Linked DNA regions of Mus musculus: region 1 is linked to region 2. A link is a contact called in public HiChIP or PLAC-seq data. All regions are on one chromosome and are shown on one strand. The core of a region is the stretch at or near the end of the contact, and the rest is flanking DNA. Distances in the headings are between cores, read along the strand shown. Region 1 has its middle 11 kb from the start of Gm29856. Region 2 holds the start of Sdccag8 (serologically defined colon cancer antigen 8).

Evidence for each region. HiChIP or PLAC-seq counts read pairs in DNA pulled down with a chosen protein or histone mark.
Region 1: an H3K27ac HiChIP or PLAC-seq map of microglia shows a contact between it and region 2, with 4 times the contacts expected there. The contact joins the enhancer-like site here to the promoter of Sdccag8 in region 2. A contact is called at or near these places in 5 of 39 promoter capture datasets (the C10 cell line, the HPC-7 cell line and liver), 1 of 484 Hi-C or Micro-C datasets (pre-B cells), 7 of 115 datasets of contacts at active chromatin or transcription factors (astrocytes, bone marrow-derived macrophages, embryonic forebrain and 4 more) and 1 of 9 other capture datasets (adipose tissue).

What each region holds. Positions count from the first base shown.
Region 1 is chr1:177,466,096-177,469,069 of GRCm38.p6, reverse strand. No RefSeq gene overlaps it. Among named protein-coding and RNA genes, the nearest start is that of Gm29856, 11 kb to the right of the region's middle. Within about 2 kb of position 1,564, at least 70 of the 459 cell types and tissues checked have an H3K27ac peak or open chromatin away from gene starts, as enhancers often do. A contact at or near this core is called in bone marrow-derived macrophages, memory CD8 T cells, microglia and 1 more, where this site is marked.
Region 2 is chr1:176,813,141-176,816,101 of GRCm38.p6, reverse strand. Sdccag8 (serologically defined colon cancer antigen 8) reads right to left here and starts at 1,442. Exons shown (of 18, transcript NM_029756.3): 1 at 1,047-1,442. The coding sequence starts at 1,113. It also overlaps a transcript of Cep170 not described here.

The DNA of each region.
Region 1 (2,974 bases), core at 315-2,814, 650 kb before region 2:
ATTCTTCTGTATCACAGTTTGTGGGAGACACCAGCTTCCTGCGGTTGATGTGAGAATGTGAGCGTCACTATCAAATGCCCAATTCACAATAGGTCGCAGTGGTCTCAATGGGAACGAGAACAGACACGTGTGTTACAGGCAGTGAACGCCATGGCATTTAGGAATGACCATACAGAGGGAGCACGGGAGGCTGGCAAGGGCAGCAGAATGTCTCTCCAGGCCAAGCCTGGGAAAGCACTGACCTCCACACTCTATGGTTCCTATCTTCCACCTCTCTCCCTTCCCTCCAGGTCGGGATGCTGGCAGGAAGCAGCCTGTGGGTGGTGTGGAAGGTGTGGAAGCTGTGACAGTAATACCAACAGTAGCTGTAGTAATAGCTGGCACCTTCCTGGAGGATCGCTGTGTGCCAGGCATGGAGCCAAGCCCCTTCTCACCTCCCCCTCAATTCCAAGAAAGGGGGATGGAGGGATGGAAGGGTTCTGCTTCAGAAGCTAGGCCTGTGAGCGGCCTCCCGGAGATTGGGGGACTACATGGATGATGTCTGAGCCCCACCACCAGACCTTCCTAAACCCACCTCCCTGAGACCTCTGTTAAGTTTGTGCTTCCGAGAACAACCAAGTCAGTGGGAAATACACAGAGCGTGATACACATACCAGAAAGACTCCAGCATGGAAGAGGCTGACTCTTTCTCAGATTGGAACCTGCCCCATGAACCTCAAATCTACATTGCCATAGAAAGCAAGCAACCCCCCCCCCACACACACACACCCCAGCTCACAATGTGTTGAACATCAATTAAATGTAAACTGAGTCCTAAACACAAAAAGGAGATGCAGTAAGGCTGAGTTTGCTGGCCAGGATTTGTCTAGATGGGAGCCTAGCTTCTGTTAGAAGGCACGGACAAGCTTTGGGTACTCCAGAGCATATGCATAGTCAGAATAATTGATGGTAGTTTTCTCCATCAAACACAGGATGGTCTCAGTGGCCTCAGTGGATCCCTGATCCATGGACGATGTGGGGCATAGCCATCTCGTTTACCACTCTGAGTAGCACCAAGAGGCAGGAAGCACATTAGGAAACAAAACAAAACAACAACAAAAACCAAAACCAAATCTCAAATCCATACTACAACCCAGTTGTGTGACTGTAGATCAGTCACTTCTCATCCCTTATCTGAGCCTGAAATTTGACTAAGTTGAAACCCCGATTTGTGGCTTTCAAAGGTGACCCTCTTTAGTCATTCAAATCTGAATTTCTGGGTCATCAAATCGAGGCAAAAGAAACTGGTACCAGGCTTCTTCTAGATTCAGCATCAGTCACCACTCATACTATGGGTTAGGGTATTTGTGAGGCTCTGGGGGAAAGTCAGGCCGTTAAGAACTGTACAGTAGGGGCATGAACCCAGTGTAGGGGGAGGAGGGATCTGTTGCCAAGGGGGAGTGGGCTGCAAAGCAGAGTGAGCAAGACACACCAAGAGGAAAGGACAGTTCAGCTTGGGTTTTCTCGAGCCAGGCGATGCCAGCTTTCTCAGAACGTTTGCTGGGTAAGTGATGTAAGAGAGAGAGAGAGCTACCACCACAGAGATCAGCTAAGCAAGCACTCGAGGTTCAGGCCCTCGGCCCACCCACCTCATAGCTCATTGCCTTTACAGCAGCTATGCTGGTCCTCAGGCACCAGGAAAAGACGTCGACTGAATGTTCCAGGTCAGTGGAGAGGGTCCCTCTAAGGACAGATCCCTGGGGACAGAAGCCGCAGGTGGAGTGGCAAAGAGAAGTAAAAGCTGACAGGCACAGCTGAGCCCAGGGGAAGTACCAGCCGGAAAGGGGTGAGGCCAAGCAAGAGGAAGAGCTGGCACATCTGGATACTCACGAGGTGCCAAACCCTAGACCCATACACACCCTGCTCATATTATCTTTAATTCTTTCAAGAGATCTGTGAAGTCTGTATTGCTAGATCTACTTTAGAACAGAAAACCACAGCTCAGGCACTGGGAAACATCATGAACAACAAGAATCTGGGAAATGGAAGGAAGGTCTGGGATTTGAACCCAGATTCTGCCAATATTCTTCCCACCTCCCTGGGCTGTCTCCTGGGGAAGGACAGTATGGAGACTCAGGTCAGAATGGTGTATGATTCTAGTGCTTCCACCCTGCCAGCCACCCGACTGCCCCACTACTCCAAGTACATTGACTGACTGGATCTATAATCCAAACACTTCTGTGCACCCCTTGCTCTGGTGAGAACTTAGCCAGTCCCCTACCTTCTGTCCCAGCATTGATCTCCAGCACTGTAGATGTGCCATTGCTACCTATCTGCTTCCACAAGAGAACGAGGACTTCTTCTGGAATGTACATGGAAACGACTCCCCTTGCTCCAGAGACCCTATAAGAGCTGACCTCATCCAGCACCCAGAACACACTCAGTCTTCAGCCCTCTGTCAGGGGTTAGACGGTGACTTACTAAAAGATAGATCTTCATTAGCACCCAGACCCTGTGAGTGCTTCCTTACTTAGAAAAGGGGTCTTTGCAGATACAACAAACTCTAGGATACTGTCACAGCCTTGAGTCCAATGGTCAGTTGTCCTCAGAAGAAGCAAAAGGAGAGACAGCATTGGTTAGGAACAATGAAGGTTAAACTGCAGCCACAGGAACATCGGAAACTGGAAGTGAAGAGTCAGGAAGTTTCCTCAATGGAGCTTCTGCAGGGAGCATGGCTGTACCAACAATCAATCTCTCTCTCTCTCTCTCTCTCTCTCTCTCTCTCTCTCTCTCTCTCTCCTTCCTTCCTTCTTTCTTTCTTTCTTTCTGTATTTATTTTGCACTCTAGCACTATAAGACAATGTGTTTTAGTCACCAAGTTTGTGGACATTTGTTCTCAGGTTCTGAGATAATTAAACACCCTCTTCACGGTGCTCCAAACAAGCTTTTTAGGCTGAATGAGGCCTCAATGTGTCTGGGTCTCCAGGTTCCTTGC
Region 2 (2,961 bases), core at 193-2,692:
ATAACCCGTGGAATAAAGTCTTTAGTGAAATCTTTCTAAGTCCCACATTAACTTGCCCATCTCTCCTTCCTTCTTTTCCACACACCAGACAAGCATTCTAATACTAAGCCACATTCCCAGCCCCTAGCACACATTTCTTGCTACAGATTTCTTAACTTCTGAAAATAAATCAGTCTTATGTTCATTATTCTTTTGGTTAACTTGTTCTCCATAATAATCATGTTGTAGTTGACACCACGAATTCACTATAACAAAGTCTCAAGTTTCCGGAGATTTCACATGTGGTCAAAAGAACAGAGCTAGCTAGCTATGAGTATGGAGAGCACTTTGCCAGATAATTATTCTTCTGGTTCTTTGCTCAGAAAACTTGAATTAACTAAGCTAGGCTTCGATTATAGTAATTATTACTTGATTAATAAGAAAGGCATAGGCTTTGAAGGTGGATAGGCCTGAATTCTGTACATGCCTTTGCCGCTACCAACCAGCTGTGTGAGTTTTGGCTTTGGTTTCCTGACCAGTAAAATGGAGTCATTAGTGAGATAAAGTTTTAAATACTTTGCTATATGAAAATAATGTAGATCAGTAGATATTGTATTATTTCAAATAACTATTAGTGTTTTCTTTCTGGACTTATACGTCAGATTTGCTATACTACACCAGAATTTGCATGTGTAAGAAATATAAATAAGGAATTTATTGAATTAAACAGCAACAGTATGGCAACAGGGTAAAAGTGGCATGGAGCTGCCCATGAGTTTGTGCTGGCACTGGTTGATAAGACACTTAAATCAAGATGTAGGTTCCTTGTTGGGTCAGGTAACCAACCACAAGGATAAGGATAATGCTGCTTAATCCTAAAAACAAAACTAAAAGATTTCATCCATAAGGTCAGAGCAACATCGGTCGTCTTCCTCCACAGCCTGGCTAGTGCTCAAGGAAAGTCTCTGGAAAAAACAAAACAAAACAAAAACAAAAAAACAAAAAACAACCCACTATTGCCCGTGGTACCTAAGAGCTACTAGGCACTGAGATTCGGAGCAACTCACCCCGGAGACTCCGTTGGTATTGCCCCAGACTGTCCTCCAGGGTAGAGTTCCCTGGGGACTTCGCCATGGGGTCAGAGATGGGAGTTATGCGGGAAAGTATCCAGTGCACCCCTCCGAGGACAGGCCTAGCGCTGGGGATGAGGGGATGCCTGCCTGCTTCCTGTCGCTGCTGTCACTAGGGAACCAGGAACCCCGGACCGAGCTCCTAGGGGCTCTTCCTACCCCCTGGCCCTCATGGTGAACGTCGGGAATTGTAGTTCTCAGGCTTAAAGCCTGCAGCCTCGAGAGTCCTATGAGCCTTCCAGCTATACTACGCTTCCCAGAGGGCTATGCGCTCGGAGCGCCACTCCGACAGTTTAGCGGCCTGAGGCTGTTGCCAAGAGACGGGTTGGCGCGCCGCGCCCTTTCCCTTTTGCATCGCTTGGATTAGTCCCGCTGTCCTGCCATCCTCAGCCAGCTGGATAGACTCGCTGACAGAACCGGCCCGGTGAAGGACTTAAGACTCTTCAAAACGGGCCGGTGTGGAGTTGATCCCTGAGCCCTCGCAAGCATTCACTGCAAACTCGGTTTTAGTTAGGAGTTCTGTCAAAACTGTTTTTCTCTAGAAAATGAAGTGTAAATCTTCCAAACAGCCAAACTGTGAAAGTGACGGACACTGCAACTCCTAGCCTGCTCAGAGCCCCGCCCTCCGCGTGGAGTTGGCGCGCTGCCCGCTGGGAATCGTAGTCCTGGTTGGTTGCGGTCCCACTCCAGCCAAGCGGCTCTTTATTGTTCAAGACTGTCTTGAGGGCACGCCTGCGCAGTGGGCAGCTGCGAGAGCGTGTGGGTGAGACCCTCTGCAAAGCCCCCTTTCATTGTCTGGGTCTGGCGCCTGCGCAGTGAGGCATCGCTGGGCCCTGGCTGGAGGAGGGAGAGGACCTGGCTCGCTGCCCTTTGCGAGGCGCCTGCGCACTGAGCTGCCGTTCGCTGCCGTTCCCGCTATGTGTGGGGCGTGTGTGGAATAACGTTATTGCCCAGCGGAACCGAGGGGCCCCCAGCTCCACGGCGGCGGCGACGACGACGACGACAACGGCGAGGGGGTGGGGGGAGGACAGCGTGGCAGAGACAGACGGGACGCGCCGCGCCCCGCCTCCCGGTCCGGTCCCTCTCTGCGGTGAGGGGTAAGTGATGCGCTCGGGGTCGGCATGGCCCGGGATTCTGCACATCCATAGCTCCGGCGGCCGGGGCCGGGGCCTGGGCGCGGCCCGCGGCGGGATGGAGTGCGGGCCTGGAGGGCGAGGGGCGCCACCGGGACGCCCCGCGCGGCCGCCGCCCTCCCGTCCCCTCCCTCCCCTCCCCCATGGGCTGCGGCCGGCTGCACAGGGCCGGCTTCCCTTCAGTGCGCCCGGTCCTCTTCTGTTCACTCCCGCTTTGTGTAGCCGCCGCCTGAGCTGCCTGGGAACGCTGCGGGCGGAGCGTCTAAGGAATGGCTGCGCTGCCGCTGGGCAAGGGAGTTTTCCAGGGCGCCCATCCCTTTTGTAGGGTTGGTTTCGGGGTGTGAGGAGGGTGGCGGCGGTGAGGAGGGGGTGACGGACGACTAGCCTTCAGATGGCGTTGGGAGGGCGTGGAAGACGTGCTGTCACGCAGGCTGCCGGGCGACAGCACACCACGTAGCCTCCAGCTCGGTAGTAAACCCACGGGAGGAGCGAGTGGCTTCCTGTGGGCTTCATTGTCCCAAGATTCAGTTGTTGGGTTTGGGTCTAGTTCACTTCCATTTTTATTCAAGGGAGAGAGAGAGAGAGAGCAGCTGCGTGACATGTACGGGAAGACAAGGAATTGTGTCCTAAGTCATATGATCTCTGTTTTCTGATTTTGAGTATAAACTGTCGTCCTGACCCCCATCCCCAAAGAGTATAAAGACAGGCTGTACAGGCTA